2 separate regions of the Hordeum vulgare genome follow, and region 2 is linked to region 1. The links are chromatin contacts, called in public Hi-C maps. All regions are on one chromosome and are shown on one strand. The core of a region is the stretch at or near the end of the contact, and the rest is flanking DNA. Distances in the headings are between cores, read along the strand shown.

The links. A called contact is a pair of places that touch in the nucleus more often than the background predicts.
Region 2: a Hi-C map of seedling shows a contact between it and region 1, with 2.3 times the contacts expected there. The contact joins the promoter of LOC123448899 here to the enhancer-like site in region 1. A contact is called at or near these places in 2 of 6 Hi-C or Micro-C datasets (leaf and seedling) and 1 of 1 datasets of contacts at active chromatin or transcription factors (embryo).

The regions. Positions count from the first base shown.
Region 1 is chr4H:449,438,086-449,445,497 of MorexV3_pseudomolecules_assembly, forward strand. No RefSeq gene overlaps it. Among protein-coding and RNA genes, the nearest start is that of LOC123448899, 150 kb to the right of the region's middle. Within about 2 kb of position 3,101, at least 3 of the 3 cell types and tissues checked have open chromatin away from gene starts, as enhancers often do. A contact at or near this core is called in leaf and seedling, where this site is marked.
Region 2 is chr4H:449,592,490-449,599,901 of MorexV3_pseudomolecules_assembly, forward strand. It overlaps LOC123448899 (pyruvate decarboxylase 2), which reads left to right and starts at 3,684. Exons shown (of 6, transcript XM_045125934.1): 1 at 3,684-4,360; 2 at 4,464-4,627; 3 at 5,005-5,655; 4 at 5,762-5,879; 5 at 5,986-6,174; 6 at 6,284-6,671. The coding sequence starts at 3,833. The coding sequence ends at 6,454.

The DNA of each region.
Region 1 (7,412 bases), core at 1,851-4,350:
GGTGCCCTATTTAAAATGAATGCAACTCTCTCTAATGCATAACCCCAAAATGATAATGCCAAATCAGAAAGAAACATTACAGAACGCACCATATACAATAAGGTAAGATTACGACGTTCGGACACACCATTACGCTATGGTGTTCCAGGTGGCCTCAACTGTGAAACAATTCCACATTATCTTAAGTGATTGCCAAACTCATAACTCAGATATCAATAAGGAATTCCTTCTTTTTCCGGGAGCCCATTCGAACAGAACTTCCAGGTTAAGCGTGCTCGGCTTGGAGTAGTTCTAGGATGGGTGACCGGCCGGGAAGTTGATCCCGGGTGCGCATGAGTGAGGACAAAGTGCGCAGAAAAGCCTAGTATTGATATGTGGGGCGAGTCTTGATCCAGCCAGCAGTAACGACCGCCGGCGGGTGTGTCCGGGGCGTTACACTCCGGTGATGGATGATCACTAGGGTGATATGATAATTATTTTCGTCAACAAGATCTATATTAGGGGTACATACTTGATTGCATTAGATGGACAACTCGACATAAACGAATGGAGGCAACTAGTGAGTGACCACAAGTTGAAGACTAGAGATCTGTGGATCTCTGTGCTCCACCATGTAGATGCATGCTTTTTTCTATTTTTCAAGATTGTTTCTAAAGGAGAAGAATTATGTACTAGTAGTTACGATGGTTAATATATGCATATCTTATGTTATACGTGTACATACACATTGTCATATCTTATCAAAATCAATGTGGGACGCAAACGTCGTTATGTATATGGTGATACAAAATTGCATTGCCGTGGCAGCGTTTTTTTGTTGCATTTTTATAATTATTAATGGCCTGCGAAAAAGATACAATGAGAGTAAAATTCTCTCCAATTTCTAAGGTGGGGAAATCCTGCACGCCATAGATATGTATGATATTGCCATTGTTGAGATATAGCCCACGCCATAGGTATTCCGGATACCGCTCGCGTCGGCGTCAACGTCAACAATATTTTTTAACTGTGGCGCCATATTTATGGCGTCGGATGTCCACACCAGCAATGCCATTTTTAACACACCATAGCTAGACTTTTCTACACTAGTGTTGCCCTTGTCCAATGGCGGCACCACCTCCTTTCCCTCGTCCATCTGCATCATCAACAGACGTAGTTCAAAGATCATCATTCAATCCTACCGGCCTAACGCTCCTATATTCACCCACGCTTCTTAGCGAGCACCTCACTCAAACCCTCTCTCATTTTCACCCACTCCTTTCTTCAACCTCTTTGTGTTTCACCACCTCTCCATCCCATGAACTCCAACCCCAACCCTTTTCCCTGGGGCATGCGATGGAGGGCATTCTTCCTCAGGTGCTTGCTCGGTGACCGTGCTAAGTTCGAGGACACAATAAAGTGTGCTCGAACTTCACCAGCAGGGAAGAAGTGCACAAGGAGGCCAACGTTGCGCTGAAGAAGGTGACGACGAAGGAGTTAAAGACGTTAATTCCTGACCCAGCGAAGGGCGCTGTGTCAGTCGATATCCTTCGCTGGGCCATGAATTAGGCCAACTCCGGCGACGCTCGACAGAGGGGCAAGTGGACCAAGTACAAGGAGTACAATCGTCCCAATGACGATCGTTTCGCGGTGTACTGGACGACACAAACTATGGTGGATCTGTCGGAGGGAGACAACAAGGTGCAGATGATGGCTAGGGCATCGATGGCATGCGGCCGTGCAAGACCCATCATTCTTGACCCACCGTTCTTGACGATGAGGAAGAAGACGAACGGGAAGAAGATGACACCAAGGAAGAAAAGAGGCCTGCGTTCCACCGCCGCTCGATGCGACTCCACAGTCGCTGTTGCTAGACAAGTAGGTTGTACCCCAATCCCCATCCCCGATGTAATCAACCGATTAGGCATGAAATCAACATGTGTTCAATCACCCCACCCTCGATGTGTTCAATCCCCTCCCTCACTCTCCTATCGTGTGCTCAATTAAATCTAGCTCGGCCTCGACGGAGTTACTCTAGAGAGATCAAAGAAACTTACCGCCATTGACGATGCCCTTCGGTGAAGGTGTGAAGTAGATGTGGTGGTCGTCGCCGTCGTAGGTCATGCTGCTGTCGCTCCGGTGGTCGTCACCGTCGGTGTGAGTGGGGAAGAGGGGAGATAGCGGCGAGGAAGCAAGGTGAAGATATTTTTATGACGACGCTTCGAGAAACAACGCGGCTTCTCGAGACTGCAGCCACGCTGCAACGGCCCACGTCCACGTGCCTAGGTTTGCATCCTCGGGTCTGGCTCCACAAAAACGGCTAGTTTGAGTGTTCATCTGAATGGAGGCCTAGAGATGCTTTAATGTTTATGCTATGCAGACAAACGAGTCCATACGGGTAACCAAACTGCCCAAGTTTCCCCGACGTAGATCTGGACCGATCTAATGCAGCCTACCAAACATGTCCCTAGTTGCATAAGAAGACTGCACAATATTTGCCCATGAACAAACACTGTTGCATGCCGTGTTGCCCATCGACGAGACTGGTGCAGCATCCGCCGATTTCATCGTGTCTAAACCAAGGGGCACAGCGGAAACGGTGCGGCGTGGGCAACCATGCTTCAGTTTTGGCTCCCCGGGTTAAGCCTGCCCAAGCTGCGGCCGTTCTGTAGAGCGAATGTTACAAGGCGTGCAGCATGGTAGCCAGTCTGTGGACGTACGAAGTGGCTACGACTTGGGTCGCTTCGAAGGCCGACGGAACGAGTGAAGGATGGATCGAGCGACGGAGCCAGCCCACTGGGTTTGACAACCCCCTGCCTCGTTCTTGCACGGCCACAGCCGCCCCCTTGGGTGTGGTGTCAGGTAGTTTCGTTCATGCAGATATGATACACGTATTTTGCAAGAAAAAAAAGACCTTATGATACAGGCGATCAATTTTTTAGTAATCCTTTTTTCGTGCTCAATGAAAGGCTTAAGCCGATCTCATACCTGACGTAACGGAGCACCGTGCACCGGCGGCTGAAGTGTCCTTTTCTAGCAAGCAGCAATCAGCGGTTCCATGATGGGCATATTCTGAGTTGGTGACGTCGTGAGTCGTTTCTGGCGGAGTGCTGCACGTTTGCACATGCATAGGCGCCTCTTTTGTCTGGGAGCGAAGCACTCGGAACTTGGAACCAAGTTTGAGGCTCAGGGCGGAAATGACCAAAACCGGTGGGAGGTTTTGGTTTACAGTAGGGCGGCCGACGCTGTTTCAGTTCCCAGTCCCACGTTGCTTTCTCTGCAGCGGGTCCACGTCCAGTCGTGTTCCAATCTTCTTGTTTTCTTTCGTGGGAGTAGGTTCCAACCTTCTTGCTAATGGATCTACTGTACTAACTAACAGTAACATTGTCCTAACACGTAAGGCAAAAGCATCTTGTGCATGCCAGGTTAGTGCCCCATCACTTGACGAGAGTCATAGCTCATAGCTTAACTTGGGCACCCAACAATCTCTCCCTCACATATCGGTCATCCATGGACCCGCTAACACTAACGTTCCAGCCCATCTATCTTGACCGACGACCCGTGAGTCCACCGAGATTTATTCCGGGCACCTGGGCTCTGATACCACTTGTTACGCAATCCCGGATCCGTTAACACCAGCGTCTCCGACCCACATGCGTCAACAGGCCCAACCGGAGAGCAACACCGACTTATGACAGGCTTTGGGCCCTCTCCCCTCAAAAGACTAGCCTGTTCGGAGGGGACACCCTCACCCTTATAAATCGTGTTATGTCTCCTTTCACAACCGATGTGGGACTAAACCCAACATGTACAGCGAAAATTGGCATGGACACGCAAGTGCACGAACAGGCATATGTGAAAAATGTCTCTAGCCGTCCATCTACGCCGTGATCAACTGATCCAGACACTTATTTGGAGAGAAAATGGTTGAGAATTTGATGGGAATTCCTAATTGTGTGAATACGAAACAGTAAATGTGTTTATATTATATAAATACTTCTGCAGGCCGTGCTTATAGGTGTGTCTATTTGTGTGTATAGACCATTCTCGTTCTTTTACATCCTCATTCTTTTACAAACCATGATCCATGAGTTTCAACAATTGTTCATGTTCTTCCTTCGTCCCTGTTCCGCTTTTATGTTGTTTCTCAGTTATGTTTTCCTCTCTAATTTTATCTTTGTTTTCCTTATGTTCGATTATTTTCTTTACGTGATTTTTACTCATCCGTTCGTGTGTCCTATATGGTGTCTATTGCATGCATCATTCTTCCCATCCAAAATTGCTACTCTTGCTTTTCTAAGTTTTTCTGTTTTCTCGTCTCAAATATGCATCCTTCTATTCTTCAATAATTGCATCTACTATCAAAATTTATTTGTGAAAGCACTTCAATGCGATGGTTTTGATTTTTACCCTAACAGGTATGGTTTTAATTATGTTCTTGAAAATGCATTGTTTTTTTCCATCATTTGATTTCATTTTCATTGTTAAAAATATGCCCCTCAAAGGTGTGGGCTTGCACCGAGAAATCACACCATGTGGTGGCAAAGAGGCTCACGATGCGAGGAGTGTTGTGGACTAGCCATTGCTTCATCACTCACCTAAAGGTAGGCGGATGACAAGCATGATGATGTTTTTCCTCCTCCTTGATGTGCATGTAGAACATCATTGGCTCATGTGCCCCTTCCTTGTGGCCCGTCCTAGGCCTCCGGCCAACGCCTAACGGTTGGCTCATCACGGCTACCCTACCCGGCACCTCCACCCTCACGAACGAGTGGTTGGTCGAGATGATGTCCTAGGTATCCTCAACGCCACCCATGACATGTGCCTATCCACTAGCGGCGTCCCACTCCATCTTCACAACCTTGTCAATTCAGTAGATGAGAGTAACCACAACTGCACTGCTCATAGAAGAGGCGAGGCTGGCCACCCCTGTCCTAGATGACGTTGCTACCAGCGAGGATGGGTGTGGGAATGGCGCGACCGTGGGTCTGCCATCGGAAAGACTGAAGGGGCGATAAGGGGGAGAGGGGGCTAAGGTTGGACGGACGTGGATGTCTCCTAGAGGGGGGTGAATAGGCTCTGTAAAATAATTATGATTTAGGCTTGAACAAATATGGAATAAAACTAACGTTAAGTAGTCAAGCACAAAACCTAAAACAACTAGTCTCACCTATGTGCACCAACAACTTATGCTAAGCAAGATAAACAACTAAGTAAGAGCAAGCTATATAACAAGAAACAACATGGCTATCACAAAGTAAAGGGCTCGGGTAAGAGATAACCGAGGCACGCAGAGACGACGATGTATCCCAAAGTTCACACCCTTGCGGATGCTAATCTCCAATTGGAGCAGTGTGGACGCACAATGCTCCCCAAGAAGCCACTAGGGACACCGTAATCTCCTCACGCCCTCGCACAATGCAAGTTGCCGACCCTTGAGGGCGGTCATCGAACCCATACAAAGAAGGTTGGGGCAATCTTAACAACTTAATTGGAGGCTTCCAACAACACCACGAAGCTTCACCATAATGGATTGTGGCTCCGAGGTGACCTCAATTGCTCAGGGCAATCTCCACAACCTAATTGAAGACCCCAATGCTTGCCCGGAGCTTTACACCATAATGATTGAGCTCTGAGGAACCACCAACCGTCTAGGGCACCAAAGCATCCAAGAGGAACAAGCCCTAGGGTGCCCAAACCCCAAGAGTAATAAGCTTCTCAAACCTCACTTCCATGTATCACTGTGGAGAAATCAAAGTGATGCAACTAGTGCAATGTCAAGAACACACGAAGTGGTCAAGTCCCTCACAGTCAAATCCCTCCACAACAACAAAACCTATGAAGGAATGTGAGAGGAAGAACAAGGAGCTCACAAAGAACTCCAAGATCTAGATCCAAGGGGTTCCCCTCACATAGAGGAGAAAGTGATTGGTGGAAACGTAGATCTAGATCTCCACTCTCTTTTACCTCGAGCACTATAAAGAATCATTGGAGGGACTGAGAGTTAGCAAGCTCGAAGAAGGTCAACAATGGGGGGCAAAACGAGCTCAGAGGATAGGGACCATTGGGGAAGAATACCCCCTTAGATAGGCCCCTCCGAATCCAACTCTTATGCCCACTAATCGTGCTCAAGCGGTACTACCGCTTAGCATGGTCAAAACAGACCAACGAGACAGAAAAACACGAGCGGTAGTTCTGCGAGAGAGGTTGTACCGCTCGATGGGATAGGTAGTACCGCTTGAGAGGTACTACCACTCTCTACTACTGCTCTACTAGCGCTCGCAACCGAGAGAGATAATAAGCAATAATGTTGCGGTAGAAGGGAGAGGAAGTAGTGCCTAAGAGGTACTACCACTTAGGGGAGAGGTAGTACCACTTGAGGGGTACTACCGCTCTCTACTACCGCTTAAAGTAGTACTTCAGCCCAAGCAAAACCAAAACCGCCATAACTTTCATATACGAGCTCCGGATTGAGCAAACTCAAGCTTGTCTAATTCAGGACAACAAGAGCTTATAATAAGAAGAGGTAGTATAAAAATTCCAATGATATAAATTAAGAACCAGCAAAAACTCCAACATCGAAAACATCATAGAAGTGCATATGGACTCCCATTTCGCTAAACGTGAGCTTGTCATGAAGATGACCATAAGCTCTAAAATTCACAAAGAGAAACACCAAATAAGAACCAAGAAAGATGATGCAAGGATGCAAATGGTTTGAGCTCTCAACGAACGATACGATCAAGCTACTCACTTGAGAGCACCCCTTGATAGTACGACAATCGATCCTATAACCCGGTCTCTCACCTACCACCATGAGACAACCTATCAAGGCAAACCTATACCTTGCACATAGTCCACTTCCTCAAGATGGACCACCTTTCTTGATTGTGTTGACTCAATGAATACTAGTTGATTGCTCCCCCCATACTCCACCATGGGTGAGCCACTCTTCCGCACATCTTCACACGTCCATTGTCACCATAATGGACGGCAAGCTTCAAGCATGATATCTTCGTGATGCTCCACTCGAACCTGCACACCGCAATCTTGATGACGATCACCACTTGATGTCATACTCCATGGGTTATATGAGATCTTCCTCTTGACGCAAGCTCAGAGAAACATACCTAGCCCCACACAGAACTCTCACGTAGACCATGGGTTAGTACACAAAGCATAATGGACAATGCTTACCATACCATGGGATCACTTGATCCCTCTCAGTACATCTTGTACGCTTTGTGGGTTGATCAACTTGAATCACTCTTTGACTTAGTCTTGATAAACCTTGTATCTTATCTTATGTCTTCATAAGATGATATCTTGAAGGTAAACATGAATGCTCACACAATCTTATTCTTCAAGACGTGCTTGCAATAAGCTCCACTCTCACATGACCAATGTTTGGATAAAACCTTGAATGCCACCCT
Region 2 (7,412 bases), core at 2,434-4,933, 150 kb after region 1:
CCCTGTGTTAGCGTTGCTAGTTGCAGGTGCAGTTGCTTCCATGTGTTAACATGGGTTCCTTGTCATATCACCATATTAATGCTATTTAATTTAATGCACCTATATACTTAGTAAAAGGTGGAAGGCTCGGCCTTTCTAGCCTGGTATTTTGTTCCACCTTTGCCCCCTTAGTTTCGGCTACCGGTGTTATGTTCCATAATTGAGCGCTCCTAACACGATCGGGGTTGTTACGGCGACCCCCTTGATAATTCGTTTTAGATTAAAGCTGGTCTGGCAAGGCCCAACATTGGTACTATTTGCCCAACATAATAATTTGATAATACTGATGTGCATAGGGAGTTAGCCCTACCCGAGGAGTAATTCTACATAATACAGGGAGGGCCAGTGCTGATGGTGTTGGTCCAAAACAGAGCATTGTGCGGGGCCAACCCAGGGAAACTTGGGTGATTTCTATAAGGCCTCCGTACGCGTAGCTTATCTGTCTTGTCCTGAGAACGACATACGCGGCTCCTATCGGGATCGTCGACACGCCGGGCGGCCTTGCTGGATTAGTTTTACCTTTGACGAGATATCTTGTGCATCGAGATTCCGATGATGCTTTGGGTAATCTCAGAGCTGAGGTTTTCCACTAAGGAATCCGACGAGATCGCGAGCTTCGTGATCGAGGATTTCTATGCGGCTTGTGGTAATTTGTGATGGACTAGTTGGAGCACCCCTGCAGGGTTAAATCTTTCGGAAAGCCGTGCCCGCGGTTACGTGGCAACGTGGAAACTTTGTTTAACACTGGTTCTAGATAAATTAAAGTTAACTTAATTAAAATATGCCAACTGTGTGCGTAACCGTGACTGTCTCTTTCGTGAGTTCCTTCTCCGATCGAGGACACGGTGGGGTTATGCCTGACGTAGGTAGGTGTTCAGGATCATTCATTTGATCATCAGTAGTTTACGTCCGCTATGCGTAGATCTTTCCTCTCTTATCTCTTGTACTCGTAAGTTAGCCACCATATATTTATGCTTAGCCGCTGCTGCAACCTCACCACTTAACCATGCCTCACTCATTAAGCTTTGCTAGTCTTGATACCTTTGGAAATGAGATTGCTGAGTCCCCTGTGGCTCACAGATTACTACAACACCAGTTGCAGGTGCAGGTAAAGGTTACTTGACGCGAGCGCGTTGCTTGTTCATTTGGAGTTGCTTCTTCTTCTTCTTCATCATCGATCTAGGATGGGTTCCAGGCCGGCAGCCTGGGTTAGCAAGGATGGACGTTGTTCTTCTTTTCTCGTTTGTTTTCGTCCGTGGTCGGACCCTGCTCTTCTTCATGATGATTATGTATTGTACTGTTGTGACTCTGATGTAGCTGGTGGCGAGTGTATGCCAACTCTATTTATATATCTCTTCTTTTCAGTACATGTACTTGTAACGATATCCATTCTTGCGACACGACGAGATGCGTTTCTATCCCTGACGAGGCCTTCGTGCCAAATTGAGGATAGGGTCGCATCTTGGGCGTGACAAAAATGTTAAGCGTGAGCATGCACCTCCTGCAATCTTTGAACAATTTGTCCAGTTTCATTGGAAATTGCGTGATTGTCATACTCATATCCAGCTTCAGAATGACTTGATTGAGCACATGTGGACTCACATTGACAACCAGTAGATGCATTTATTGGTTTAAAAAATGTGCATACAAATTATAGATGGATTGTAATAATACTATTTAATATTATTTTTATTTTTGAATGGGTTCTAATAAAACTATTTTGGACGTGCAACAATTGACAGTTCAATTTTCGATTGGGTTGTATTTTCTCGAACGGACAAGATGCGACCGAAATACGACCGTGCGTTGGACGTACGAGTGACACATTCACGAATCTGGCCGAAAAGGATCCATTGCCATTCCAAATGGACGAAAAGTGGATGAAACAGACGTTTGTTTGAGGTCGTGCATTAGGCCAACTCGAGCGCATGACCCCATCCGGGCCCGCCCTGTCCGTTTGGGGCAAAACGGACAAACCCCACGGCCCAGCACGCGCCGCCCTGGACGCATCTCGTCTGTTTCGTGTCCAGACTGATCCATTTCCGGGGCAAACATGCGCCCAGTTTGGGTCCTGCCGGACAACAAGCGGACGCGCTAGAGCCCTCCTCTCGTCCGCGTCAGGGACGCGTGGCAGGTGGCCACCTACCTCCCATCGCCCGTATTTACTGCGCACGCCCGGTAGGCCCCACCTGTCATCCACTCAGGCGGGCGGTCGCTATCCTTCTAAAATGGGGAAGCCATTGACCGACACAGCGCACGCGCCCACTCCACTGCCTCCTCGGGATCGACATAGTGCACGCGCCCGCTCCAAACCCTAGCTTTCTCCCCTCCCTCGAGCTCTCCGACCGCCGACGGGAATGGGGTGGTGGAGCACCGGCGGCAAGGGGAAGGGGGCGCACGAACACGAGGCTGGGTCCTCGTCCGGCCGCCGCCGCACCGCAAGCGAACCGCGCCGTTCTTCTCCTCCGCGACGGCCTGCTCCGGCACCCTTCTCCATTGCCCCTCCGGGCGCCCCAGCGCGCTCCCGGCAGTACGTCCATGCGGATTTGTGCCGCCGATATTGGGAAACAAGGACCCCGCTTCCGTGGAGCGACGTCCACTTGACGAACAACTGGCACCTCTCCGCCGATCGGGTGCCGATCCCGCCGGTGCCAACGAGCGGTCGTGCCCGCCGCGACGAGATCCAACGCCGTCGATGCCGCCTCCCCGACGATCTCTACTACGACCCGAGGTACGTCGTGGATTCCCCCGTGTCGGACACGGCGACAGACACGACAGCAGCGCGGGGCGGCGCATTTTTATCTGTTTTCTAAATTATGTTAATTAAGGACCGTGGGCCGCGGAACCGTTGAATTATTAATGTATAATTATTAATGTTTGAATTTTATTTATATTTTTCTGACTTTTTTGTTTTTTCTTTTTTTTAATCACAAACGATTCGGGGTGTGACCTCGCGTTGGGCGCACCACCCGACTACGGACCCATCTGAACATTTATAACTCCATTGTCGCTCCAAACAAACCGAATTCGAACCAAACATGCCTTAGTTCGCCCGACTGGTCGTACGACGACCGGACTCACCTCTTGGCATTCAAGCATGACAGTGCGGTGCGGTTGACTGTCGTCCATGCACGAGTTGGTCTCGCCTCAGCGGCCGCGTTGCACTTGCACAGCAGGCAGAGGCAGGTCGGCAGGTTCCGGACGGACCGTAGCCGCTGAATGGAGTCCGACACGTGTGTGCTGCCCACCTTGCCCAGCAAACAAGACCCAAAACCGCGACTTGCGCCACAAACCAAAACCGCTGTCGCACGCCCAGCCCCAGCCCCAGCCCCCGCCCCAGCCCCCAGGGAAGGAAGGCAAGATCGCCACCGAAAACGAAGGAGCATTCATTGTCCCACGGCCAACATTCTAGCCTTGTCTCACTGACACGTGAACCTACATAATGCTCCGGCCCCACCGGTCAGTGGCCGAGAGCTGATCACGCACCGGGCCAGTTCCCACCGCCGCCCGTGGTTTTCCTTTTCCTTTCCCCGAAGAAAGCAGGCGAGTTTTGCACGACCACCCCCGTCTTCCCACGAAAACCCCAATCCCCATCGCGTCCGCAAGCCCAGGTATAAATGGAGGACGCCTTCCCCTCCCAGAAGACCACCAAAACCAGCACACGTCAACGGAACAGCTCAACAAAATCCCCACCAAGACCTCGAATATTCCCCAAAACCCCACCACCGCCCCCTCTGCCGCTCCCGCTCCCGCTCCAGCCCCACTAGTGTACTACTCGGATCGATCGATCGCGATGGACACCCACATCGGGTCCGTCGACGGGCCGTCGCCGGCGGCGGTGAACGGCGCGGTGGGATGCCCGGCGTCCGCGCCGGGGTGCCCGATCATGTCCTCCCACCCGGCGCCGTCAGCAGCCGGGGAGGCCTCGCTGGGGCGCCATCTGGCGCGCCGGCTCGTGCAGGTCGGCGTCAGCGACGTCTTCGCCGTGCCCGGGGACTTCAACCTCACGCTGCTCGACCACCTCGTCGCCGAGCCCGGGCTGCGCCTCGTCGGCTGCTGCAACGAGCTCAACGCCGGCTACGCGGCCGACGGCTACGCGCGGGCCCGCGGCGTCGGCGCATGCGCGGTCACCTTCACCGTCGGCGGCCTCAGCGTCCTCAACGCCATCGCCGGCGCCTACAGCGAGAACCTCCCCGTCATCTGCATCGCCGGCGGGCCCAACTCCAACGACTACGGCACCAACCGCATCCTCCACCACACCATCGGCGTCCCCGACTTCTCGCAGGAGCTACGCTGCTTCCAGACCGTCACCTGCCACCAGGTACGCGCCTACGCGCGTTTCCTTTCCTCATCATGCATTGCCTCTTCCCCATTCGATTCATCTCTCTAATCTCTTGACTCGATCTGGTTGGTTCTCGATTCAGGCGGTGGTGACCAACCTGGACGACGCGCACGAGCAGATCGACACGGCCATCGCGACGGCGCTCAGGGAGAGCAAGCCGGTTTACCTCAGCATCAGCTGCAACCTCCCTGGGCTACCTCACCCCACCTTTACCCGTGACCCGGTCCCCTTCTTCCTCGCCCCCAGGTACTGATAACTGCACCTACTCTGTTCTTATCCCAAGTCGTCGTTTCCGTGCAGTACGTAGTGCTTTGAATCTGATCAGAGGCTTTTTTCCCGATTATTGTGCCAACAGTTTATACCTTGGATCATGGAACGTTTCCCCCCAATTATCTACCGTGGGTCTTAACTCGTGATTTGCATGTACTAACTGCTGGGACCTTAAGATTTTATCGCCACAGAAATGTGCCCATATGAATCATTAGCATCGAGAATTTCAGATCGTGAATTCTGATGCTATAATCTGAAGCGACAGATGCACTGAACAGAGAATTGCTGTAATATATGATTGTATCTGAAGCCATGTGATGAACTGAACTGAACTGTGTTCTGAAACATTGCAGGATGAGCAACAAGATGGGGCTCGAGGCTGCAGTGGAGGCAACCGTCGAGTTCCTGAACAAGGCGGTGAAGCCAGTGCTTGTGGCCGGCCCCAAATTGCGGGTGGCGAAGGCGGGGAAGGCCTTCGTCGACCTTGTGGACGCCAGTGGCTATGCCTATGCCACAATGCCATCGGCCAAGGGCTTCGTGCCAGAGACGCACCCCCACTACATCGGCACCTACTGGGGCGCCGTCAGCACGGCCTTCTGCGCCGAGATCGTCGAGTCGGCCGACGCCTACCTCTTCGCTGGTCCTATCTTCAACGACTACAGCTCTGTTGGCTACTCGTTCCTGCTCAAGAAGGACAAGGCCATCATCGTGCAGCCTGAGCGCGTCATCATTGGGAACGGCCCGGCATTCGGCTGCGTCATGATGAAGGAGTACTTGTCTGCACTGGCCAAGCGGGTCCAGAAGAACACCACCGCCTACGAGAACTACAAGAGGATCTTCGTGCCCGAGGGCCATCCGCTCAAGGGCGAGGCGAACGAGCCGCTGCGTGTCAATGTGCTCTTCAAGCACATCCAGGACATGCTTACGGGTGACAATGCAGTGCTCGCCGAGACTGGTGACTCCTGGTTCAACTGTCAGAAGCTGAAGCTGCCCGAGGGCTGCGGGTGAGCTTTTCTGATTCCACAATGTTGTGATGGTGCATGTATGTTCCCTTTGTTGTTTGCATTGTCTCGTGCTAAGCAGGGTTGGTTGGTTGTTTGCGCACTGCAGGTATGAATTCCAGATGCAGTATGGCTCGATTGGATGGTCGGTGGGTGCATTGCTCGGGTACGCGCAAGGCGCAAGTGACAAGCGTGTTATAGCCTGCATTGGTGATGGGAGCTTCCAGGTGAAGTATCCCTCGATCTGATGATCTGCTGCTGCCGTGTGCTGCAATTTGTTTGCACTGCGTGCTGTTTCTAATGTGATGCCCGGGGAATTCCATCTGTCTGCAGGTGACAGCACAGGATGTGTCGACCATGCTGCGGTGCGAGCAGAACAGCATAATCTTCCTGATCAACAATGGCGGGTACACCATCGAGGTGGAGATCCACGACGGGCCTTACAATGTCATCAAGAACTGGAACTACACCGCCCTTGTGGAGGCCATCCACAACGGCGAGGGCAAATGCTGGACTGCCAAGGTAAGCACTGCACTCTTTTGTCCATTGGCATAGGCCAATGTAAGCATCAGAAGAAGAAGAGATGCGAGCTTGCAGAACTGCCGCTGATGCATGCTTTTGTGTTGCGCAGGTGAAGTGCGAGGAGGAGCTGACGGCGGCGATAGAGACGGCGCTGGGGGAGAAGAAGGACTCTCTGTGCTTCATCGAGGTGATCGCGCACAAGGACGACACCAGCAAAGAGCTTCTGGAATGGGGCTCCAGGGTCTCCGCTGCCAACTCCAGGCCACCCAACCCCCAGTAGACGAGTCGACCAAAGCACGCCTGCGCATCAGTAGCACTAGTAGCCGGAGCAGCAGCCACGTCGCCCATCAAATAATGTGAACAGTCTACCTTTGCTCGTCTGTTATGTTGTTAGTTTTGTGCCTATTACAGTAGTGACTTGTGAGCTGCGGCCATCCTCTGTGTTCTTCCATCCTGCCAATGCTACGAAGATTATGAGATATTTTTAGCTTGCCTCAGATATTTGTGTACTAGTATCTTCTTTTAAGATGGTCGGCAAATATAATTGAAAATCACGAGCTACTCCTGAGTCTGTCTGAGTGGTGCCTTGAGGAATCTGGAAGCAGAATGCAACATGCATGAACTGAGAATAGAATCTTGCAAATATGACTAGTTTTGGTAAGAAATCGAGCTAATGGTGGCAAGCATGTTGGGCCCTTTTGGAGCAGTTGGGCCCTTCCTCTAGAAAACAAGTGATTTTGGAGCAGGTAGGCAAAGAAAGCCCTGCGTACGTCCAAGCATCTGCTGCTTCTCCTCTGTAGCTGTTGTGTTTGTTTGTTGGTTTTGATATTGCCCCCCTGTGCTGTTTTTGCCCTGTTTGGATACTCTAACTCGATTAAAGATTAGAGTTAGATTCTAACCTTGGACTAACCCTAAACTAACTCTAACCAAAGATGTGTTTGGATGGAAGGGTTAGATTGTCAATAAATGCACATTTTCTAATCATTTGACTCCTTTATCAATGATTTGGTGTGGTGGAGGTAGAGAGAAAAATAACTTTTTGTGGGTCCAACCCAACTCTAACCCAAATAAGCACCTCTTGAGTAGGTTCGTTTTTTTGGATGGGTTAGATGCATCTAACCAACTTTAATCCTCCTTGTTTGGATGTTTTGGGGTTATATTGGTTCAATCTAACCAACTCTAACTCATATCATAGATCCAAACAGGGCCTTTGCCTTCGACGGACAGCGTGCAAAGGA